Regions from separate parts of the Arabidopsis thaliana genome. Here region 1 is linked to region 2. Evidence: chromatin contacts called from public capture Hi-C data. All regions are on one chromosome and are shown on one strand. Each heading gives the region's core, a stretch centred on a gene start, on an enhancer-like site or on the middle of the called end of the contact. The rest is flanking DNA. Distances are from core to core; before and after follow the strand shown.

What was found. Capture Hi-C pulls out chosen DNA fragments and counts their contacts.
Region 1: a capture Hi-C map of seedling shows a contact between it and region 2, with 2.0 times the contacts expected there. The contact joins the promoter of FAP2 here to the promoter of emb1345 in region 2.

What each region holds. Positions count from the first base shown.
Region 1 is chr2:11,199,403-11,204,485 of TAIR10.1, reverse strand. FAP2 (Chalcone-flavanone isomerase family protein) reads right to left here and starts at 3,183. Exons shown (of 11, transcript NM_128188.5): 1 at 3,003-3,183; 2 at 2,310-2,756; 3 at 2,006-2,240; 4 at 1,803-1,878; 5 at 1,615-1,717; 6 at 1,412-1,480; 7 at 1,174-1,210; 8 at 1,010-1,084; 9 at 872-923; 10 at 751-795; 11 at 316-664. The coding sequence starts at 2,716. The coding sequence ends at 567. GP ALPHA 1 (G protein alpha subunit 1) reads right to left here. Exons shown (of 14, transcript NM_128187.3): 9 at 4,922-4,977; 10 at 4,412-4,546; 11 at 4,236-4,329; 12 at 4,085-4,144; 13 at 3,919-3,998; 14 at 3,384-3,841. The coding sequence ends at 3,664.
Region 2 is chr2:11,099,891-11,104,650 of TAIR10.1, reverse strand. It overlaps emb1345 (Transducin/WD40 repeat-like superfamily protein), which reads right to left and starts at 2,428. Exons shown (of 10, transcript NM_128165.4): 1 at 2,054-2,428; 2 at 1,649-1,795; 3 at 1,142-1,360; 4 at 969-1,033; 5 at 804-869; 6 at 622-693; 7 at 401-463; 8 at 110-179. The coding sequence starts at 2,251.

The sequences.
Region 1 (5,083 bases), core at 1,934-4,433, 99 kb before region 2:
CAGATTTGCAAGGACTTAATATCATGGAAGAATATTTAGTCAATTCTCTCAACCATATCAAAAAAACCATAAAGGTGATTGCATATTAACATATAATAAATTAAATAAGATTTATTCTAAAAATTCAAATGTTATTGAAATTTTACAAAATTTTAATATCTTGTTTCAGATTAAGATCCAAGAAGAGCAACAAAACTCTTATTTCATTTAGAGATGGAGAGTTTATTTGTACTTAGCCGACTGAAGATCATAGGAAATCATGTTCTATTTTCTTCAAACGTTTCATATGTAATCATTAATTGAATTTGAAATTTTGTTTTATATTTTTTAATATTAAATGTTGGATCTCATTTCTTGTCAACCAGTTTCACAATTTGCATATTGGACAATCATAACGAACTAGAACATAAAAATCAAGACTATCTAATACAACTTAAGACATAACTTCCTCCAAGCTGCTTACAAAGTATTTTGATTGACAATATCTAGACATGACCGCGTAAATCTAACCCAATTGCCTTCTTCTAAAACTCAGAGGCAATTGGAAATCTAACAAGTAATTGATTTCAGCATCTCTTTATGATTCCCACCACTTTTCTACCAATCTCCTCCTTTGTCTGCTCTGACACCGGAACATCTCCAATGTACATACCAAAAAATGCTCCTGCAATGTACACAAATCTCAGAGCCCTTGGACTTTTAGTACGCAAACAAAAACGAGAAAACAAATAATTAGAATGAAGAACTAACTGCAAAGATCCTTGCTTCGGACAGCTCCAATCAGGTTACCACCAACTGCAAACGTTGGCCATGTTCAGGTCAGGTATACAATAAATTGCATAGAGAAGGAAGCTTCATAATTATTACTCACTCTCTGTGATTAGCTGTCCATCTTCTGTTCGCCGAAAGTCTATTATTGTTCCCTGCAAATGAGCCACTAAAATGAGTCATACTCCTTTTATGTATGTTTATATGTAAAGTGTGAGTGTAAGCATTAGCCATTATGTACCGCGGGTATTGGAATGTCTTGTCTAAAGAATGAACCAAAATCATTCAAACAATTGAAATCAGTTTTTGGATTTGCCTGCAATAAAAATGGAGAAGCGTATGATGTAGCAAAGCGTAATCCACAGTGCTTATCAGAGTACAAACTACACTCGGTGTATCATTTACCTTAACCAAGCGAGCACGCAGAGATTTCTCGAAAACACTGAAAACATAGACAAACAAGGGAAGGGATTAATTTGCCATCTATCAGTGTAATGCGCCTCAAATCATCAAATGGCAAGTAAATAGATTAAAATAAAAGAAACTAAAAGTGAGAATCAATTAAGGACCATAACACCTTCACGATTCATGAACATAGTTCAAAACAATACAAGATGTTCAATATGTAGCAACTTCCACTTACTCTCTCACAGTATTGATCTTCAAGCCATTGTAGTTAACCACAAGCCTCACACTCATAACAATATCCTCCCTGAAAAAAACTCAAATAAAAGACTTTCAGACGAAATGTCCAATCAAAGCTACACCAACTAAATCAGATTAGAGTGGACTTCAAACAAATAAAAGTGCACAATTCTAATAATATGAAAAAGATTGCTATAATACCTAAGAAGGTCTTTGTATAAGTCATCGCATTTGTCAAGTTTGCTTGCTGGAACCGAGGCATACTTTCGGCCAAGCTTCTGACAGACCGAGGAAGGGTGAACATCTAATCCAGAGAAGTTCAAGTTAGAAGCAAAAGATGACAAATTGTTCCATATATATAGAAAGATACAAAGCTAGAATGCACTTACAAAAACCAAATGCATATACTTTTAGAGATTTAATTCTGATAATTTTCATTGTCCGAGATCCCGTTGCAACAAGCACCTTAAATTATGATGAATTCAAAACGTATTAACTTTTCGAAATTTAAATCAAATCTCTTCTTTGGTGACTCTAACATAAGTTGTAATGACAAAGAATAACAAACTGAGGAAGAAAAAGCTATAAGAACCTCAGAATTCGATCGCGAAGCATTCTCCTTCAACAACATCGGGAACTCGATCCCCGTCCTAGGCTCCACTGATTGTCTTGTCCAGTCTAATTTTTGAAAACTCAAACCACTATATTCTTCACATCCCACCTGACAAGTCCTATGTTCAGTGTTCTCCGGACAAGTCCTATGTTCAATGTTCTCCCTAAGTTTAACATCATTACTCCCTAGTGGCAGAGCAAGTCCATTTGCAGACCTAATAAAATCTACAATCAGAAACTTCCCCAAAGAGAGTTTTAGCACTAAACAATATTACTAAACTTACATGACATTCAAAGACGGTATCATCGCAGCCGCCAAAGAGAGCAAAGAACACGAATGTAGCCTCTCAGCTTCATTAACAAAATGCTGAATAGTGGATTTAGATATGTTTCCAAAGAAGCCAGGACTAATATCTTTTGATACATAGTGAAATGGGAACACAGAGACGTTCCTATGTTCAAACACATGTTTTAAAGAATCACGGCTCTTACAAGTTAATCCCCATTGATGTTTAGATACTTCTTTTTGCAAGTTTCCATGTGAAAACCAACAAAGCAAAGCTCCTGTAAACTTAGAGATACAACTAAATGCTTCGAAAGCTAAGCTTCCAGGTATATGTAATTGTGAAAACAACTCATGTTGTAAGAAACTTCTCTTAGGTAAAACTGAATTAGGATCCATATTTGACATTTATAAGCTTTTGAATATAACTCCAATTGTACCAAAGATTCTGCAAGAAAAATCAAACAAAGACAAATTCTCAAATCAAAATCAATGGCTAACGAATCAAATCAAAGCTGAATCAACAACAACAATCACAAACAAGCCTTGATCTAAATGGTTCCCTAACAAAACCAATTTCGTGATCTTTGAGAGTTTCGTATTAATCAAACTAAGAAGCGATTGTTATCATTATCGTATAACAGAAAAAGCAAAATCAGAACACCATTGGAAGAAAGAGAGAACAACAACATACATGTTTCAGAGGATTGCTCGAAAACGGAATCAAAAACAGAGGAAGAAGAATCAATGAAGCTTTTTTTTTTTTTTGGGATCTATTAACGAAAGAGAAGAAGGAATATTCTTTGACGTAAGAAACAACAACGGCGAAGAGTTTTTTGCTTTCAGGGTTCTTCTTTCTTCGGTGCAATTATTTTTAAAGTCGCTTTTTCGAATGTTCTGAAATCACGGTAGACCCCATGTGTTTTACTTTTATTTCAGTTTTTACATCATATTTTGTATTTGTTCAGTTTCACCCCCATACTTTTTTTTAATGTAAGAACTTTTTCATGTTAGGAACATTCCAAAACTTTTTAGTACTGATAAAGTTACGTTTTGTGTTGTGTTTCACTTTCTAGATTTCGGGATGTGGATGCCTCATTTTAATAATAATATAACCCCAAAAACAAGATCAAAATGAGATGTTTTTGATGAGAAAAAAAAATAAGAAGTCAAAGACAGAGGAATGTTAACAAAAACAATGATAAAATAGAAACTAGTCGTAGCCATCGAGACACATTAGATTTTGAATCGCTAAGTCTTTTGTCCCGAAAGATAAATTACACGGTCATTCAGTTTTCGAGTTTTTCTTATAATAATAAGGAGAGGTAATTTACTAGAGATATGTAATAATAAGGTCATAAAAGGCCAGCCTCCAGTAAATTTCTCCTTCTTAGTGTCTCATCTACGAGCTTGAACGTTTTCTTTACAAGCTTCTGGTCCAAAGCCGTCGTCCTGTAGATTTTGAATACCCTGTCCACTCTATCCGGCGCCGTGTTCTGGTAATATAACTCCTCAAACTTCTTCTTCACAAACCTGAATCCAAATTAAAAATAAGGTCATATAACGGTAACAGTTTGGCGGGAATCAGTAAAGTTTGGAGACAAGCTTACTCGTATGCATGCTCAATCTCTTGTTTCCCACTTGAAACTGGTTGGTAATCTCTGAACCACTCGCAAACGTTCAACGGAACCTATGCACATTGAATAAGAAAGCGTTATTGAACAAAAAGACTTGCTTGCCTATCAAAACAAATAAATATGCTTTAGTTCTTCTTACGTCAAGAACTTTCTTCTCAAATATGTCGAACTTGTTCAAGAACAGCATGAAGGATGTTTTCTGCGTAAAGAGAACCAAGTTTTTGTAACCAAACCCATCTCAAGAGTGTCTTTAAATTTTTAAAAGATGAGATAAAAATGTAACTAAAAACCTCAAAACAGGGTTGTTTCAGGACCCAGTCGAATAATTCCTTGGTCTCCATCATCCTGTTTTTCTGCTCGTCCTCAAAGAGCGTTTGGTCGTACCTATGATCAAAACTCAGTTAATGTTTTGGCAATATGTGGACAGTACGAGGATATCTTATAATTTATAATGAAGTGAGCTTACTCGCTGATGGCAGCACAAAATATCACAGCTGTTACACCTTCAAACAGATGAATCCATTTCCTCCTCTCATTTCTCTGTCCACCCACGTCAAACAATCGGTACACTTCACCACTTTTTTTATTCTCTCCCACAGGGCTGCATAAACGAAGCTTTATCTCATATACCATTTGTGAATTCATCTTTGGTAACGGATCATTACAAGTAGATTCACCACAACAACAAGTTTGATATTGGTATGGAATTCATATGTTCTATTAGTACATCTTAGTGGCAATCATAGGAATCGAATCCGTAAACACTTTTATTCATTTCACCAAATAACTTACACATCGCAGAGAGACTACATTAACAAGATTGTTGCTGAGCTGTTAACACAGCTACTACAAACCGCCTAGCTAATCATATTGCCTAGTGAACCAGACTAACACTTAGAGCTTATCAAACAATTACTCATCTATGAAAGACTAACAATCAAACAGGAAAAAGGGTAAAACAAAAAGTAGTTGGTACCTGAACTGTATTTCCACGACACCAGTTGTGCGAACTCTTGCATAAAGTACATCCTCCTGAAACACCAACATAGAAAAAATGCACCAATGACAACACATTCCGGAAGACACATGTCACAGAAATTGCATATTGACTCTGGTCTCTGAAAATGCTAGCTCAACT
Region 2 (4,760 bases), core at 1,179-3,678:
TTGGCAAGACTAGGAGAGATAGAATCTGCTGCCTGCATTTGGTTTCTTGTATTGAGATATGTAAGTTAGGCGTGTATATATGGAAAGATATTAACCAAATTCAACTTACAGAGTCATGTTTGCTGTCCACAAACAACCGTATAGCATTATCGCCTGCTCCACTGGCAATAATGTCGTCCCTGTCAAAAATTTAAAATAAAAAGAAAACAAAACAAAACTGAGTTTAAACTCAGCACAGTCTCACGAAAGAGCATTAAAAATCCCAATTTGGATGCATTCGACAGATGACTGGGAGCGTAAATATCAGGTACAACAAAGAGTTTTTCCTTTTAGGCTGGCAGATTTAGAAATTAGGCAGAGTTACACGATGCTTTAAAGAAAACATGTGAGGTGTCAATACCTTGACCAGTGAGCTGAGTATATGGTACGGTCATGATAGCCAGAGAGAGTACAAAGATGAATCCTGCAAAGTCCGAGCAAGTAAGGATTACATTAGTCAAAATTGGACGGAGAAAAATTCTTGAAGAAGTCAAATAATCTTGTAGGCTACATACTACGTCCAGCTCTAAACGTAAGAAACAAATAAATTCGATTACATGTAATAACCCACTATTTTCTCACCAAGGTGCATATTCTTCACCAGACTGCATCTTGGCAATATCTGTCCCCCATATCTTCAAGGTTAGATCATCACTGCAAATACACATTCAGGCAAGCTTGCTACTGTAAGAACAATATCCCAAGAGACAGATTACATTGCTTCTAGAATGCCTATGGGAGACAAGGAGAGAAGATTCACTAACCTACAAGTGACCATCTTGTCCCCTGCAGCGTTAAATGAGATGGACCATACCGTTGAAGAGTGACCGCTGTTTGAAGAAGAAAGGCATATATTAATCTACTACTTCAAAAGTAAGAGCCTAATAAGAAAAAAATCGAAAGCATATAAGAAAAAGTAGAAGATATACTTGTTAGATTCACCTAAGGTTTGGACACATTGATACTCACCATCATCATCTTCAGACCACCAAACCTGTGAGTAGCACGCCACTAGCGTTATTCAATTATATAATTTTTTTTTTTTTGTGTAATAAATTTCAAGTTCTGCATTACTAAAACCTAATTAGAGTATTCGCATTACCTTGATGGTGTTATCATAACTGCAAGAAAATAAAACATCCATGGTGGGATGCCACTGAACCATCTTCACATCTTGTGTATGCCCAGTTAATACCGCAGCACAGTCATATTCATTCCCTTCAAGCACTTCCCAAATCCAAACAGACTTATCTCTACTACATGTTGCAAGGCATGAACCAGATGCATTCCATGATACACTTTTGACTTCGTTTTCATGTCCCTACACACATTTTTTTTAATAAGATTCTACTAGCCAAAAACGTGCGATACAAAGCATAAAGACAGTACAAGAAAACCACCAAAAGCTTTGAGCATAATTAAATATGAACTATGAAGTGAACACTGAAAAACTCCATGAGAGTTTGAGCTTAGCATTAAAGATCAAGAAAGAACAAAGTCAAAAGAGCAAACAGGAGCTGTGAAAAGTTATGCTTTCAGGTTCAAAGAACTAATTCTGGATAAGAATTTGACAATTTGTGGATGGTTCAAGGATTGGGCTAGAAAGTACCTCCAAAGTGGAAATACACTCAAACTCAGAACCGTAATTCTTCCAAATGCCAGTGGTACCATCAAAACTTGCAGTGGCCAATAACTGTCCTGAGGGTGACCAAGCGCACGACCTCACAGTTCTTGTATGCGTCTCTTCCAAAACTGTCTGAAGATTCACAATATACAATCAATAAATCTTTCTAGAGAAATAGCACAAGAACTAACACAACAGTCCTACACCATATCCAAATCACCAGTCGATTCCATGTTTAAGGTCAAGTTAATCTCTTTAGTGAATCGAAACAAAACCCACAAATTGTAATGTAAGACTGATCTAGAGAATCAATAGATTTTTGTGAATTGAACTTGCTAGGTCCAAAAAAGGCTAGAACTTTCTTGCGAGAAAGAGAAATGAGATAGAGACCTTGCAAGTCCAGGAGCGAGAGAGAGAGCTTTGTTCCCAGATTCGAACAGTGTTATCGCCACTGCAAGAAGCAAGAATCGGTGAAACACCGTCGGCGTGAGAAGAAACGGGGTTCCAAGCTACGCTCCAAACACGATCGGTGTGGCCTTCTAGTTTCTGAATCTCCACTAACTCCAAGTTCTTCTCCATCAAATCCATCTATGACGCTAGGCTACGAGAAGGCCTCCAGAAAGTTGAAAGGAGTAAGCTTTTAGGGCTGAGCAGAGATTGTGCAACAGGTGACCTGAAACTATATATGATTCAATTCGGTTTCGGTCACAAGTAAGCCTAGGCATTCGTGATTTGTGTATGGGCATGGGTTTGGGTCTGGGTTTGAGTTCGGTTTGGGTTCGTTATTTTTTAATGGCGGTACAAAAATAAAAGCTAGATTAGAGGTTTAAACTTTAAAGTGTTTTTAAGTAAAATCAATTTGATTTCTAATTTTATTTAATTAGTTTTATTTACTAATATTAAAAAAAAAATATTTTCAAATCTTTGAAAGAGGTTGAAAATAGATATTGAGGAGATTTTTATTCTAAGATAAATTTTCATTTCTAATAAAAAAAATATTAACAAGCTAATTTTCTTAGAACTCGAAGGTCATATTCTTAAATTTATTTTTCAAATTAAATCATTAGGTTTTTTGTTCTTATTATATAAACTAGTGCTAGCACCGCAGATGTACATTTAAATTAAGTTAAATATATGTCTTTAATAATTTGTTACCTTTTAATTTTGATTAGCATCAGCACAATATTATCTATTTTATATTCTAGTAAAAAATATGTGTTTTTAGCCTGATTTTAAATACCGCTAAACATCAATCTGGGATTAGGTTAGAAATATAATAATATATACAGTAAAACCTCTATAAATTAATAATGTCGAGACCAAGAAAATTTATTAATTTAGAGAAAATATTAATTTATCGATAAATTAATAATTATTAATTTATGGAGATATTTTACAAATTTTGTAATTTTTTACAAAAATTTGATCTAAAAGGTAGTTTCTCTATACAATCAATAATTTTTCTAAAAATCAATTACAAGTAGAAAACCATTATTAGATTTAAGAAAAAAAACTTTTTTATACGTAGTAAAATTATTAGAATTAAATTTTACAAAGAATTAATATAAATTAAAGAAAAACAATACTAAAGTCATATTTTACTAAGTTTTACATGATATATTCATAAATATAAATATATATATATATATATATATTCATAATTTATACAATTATTAATTTATAATATTGATGGGACCATATATTTACATAGGATTTTCAAAAAAAATATTATCTTATTAATTTATCGATTTGTATCAATTTTTACACTGATCCCAACTCGGGACCGGAAGAATTTATTAATTTGTAGAGGTTATTAATTTATCGTGTATTAATTTATAGAGGTTTTACTGTAGATTCAAGATACTTTTGTTTGCTGTAGTGGTTTGTTTAATATATCATGTCAGAGGTGACAGGTTCGAATCTCAAATTCAACAATCAACAGTTTGAAATTTTTTCAATTTATCTTCGAAGAATGGTATATTGGTCATTTAGTATCCATCTTCTTCTTATGAATACTAATCCTCCAAACCTAATTTATGGTCGCTACGAATTTTTTGTAATATTTATTTTCATATTCTTTGATTTTTTGCACTCAAATATTGTTGATCCATATAGAAAAGTGAGTTTCTAACATGTAACAAACAAAAAATAATAAGTTATGTTACATCGCGGCGGCTTCAAACCATCTCATGCTTTCCGACGTCTAGAGACCTCGGTCTCCATGGCCATGTTTTAGAACAAAGATTTTCAGTAATTTATTATCTTTATTTTGACTAGTAATGACTTACTAGGTACTAAATCCCTATAAATTAAGTAATTTCTTTTGCGTATTTAGTAGTAAATTATCTCAATTTTGACTAGTGATATCATCATATTTTAAAAATTTAAGTTAAACAAAAGTTATGTGTCATTAGTAAGTTATTTACTAATACTTTTGACTGTTGTCCGCGCTGTATTATCTGAATTAAGGAAAAACAAAATCTATATGTGAATATTTAAAAATAATAGTTAAGAGCAAAATTAATGGTTCTATTTCCTTAATACATGTAAATGTAATCAAAAGTGATATTTGTATATTTTCTTTAGATCTAAAGTATATGTCTAGTTTATGTTAAATGTTTTCTTATTATTTTTAGATTTTTTATTCTTGATAAATATTATTATTAGATTTTTTACTTTAAACTTTAAAAAGTTAAGTCACAAGAAAATTGTGATTTCCTTACTTTTTGAATGTTATTGAATTATATTTCCTTGTTAAATTTGACTTGCAGCACTAAGGAAAATGATCTAATTTTTTTAAGAAAGACAATGATGTTTTCTTTACTAAGAAAAGTGAAAAACGTTGAATACAAAAGAGAGGGATATTTTGGTCAAATGAGATTAGACATATTCTAAGAGTAGTAGCTTATAAAAAGCCATAGAAATCACATAAACGTGCATTCAGAATCAAAATTTCAATCTTCACTGTTTGATACCAAACTCCATCGTTTTCATTTTCCTCTAAACGTCTTCAGCCAAGGTATATATATTTCTCCATTTCGTTAATCTTAATTATGGTTGTGTGTTTTTTTTTCTTCTTCTGATTTCTCATATTGAT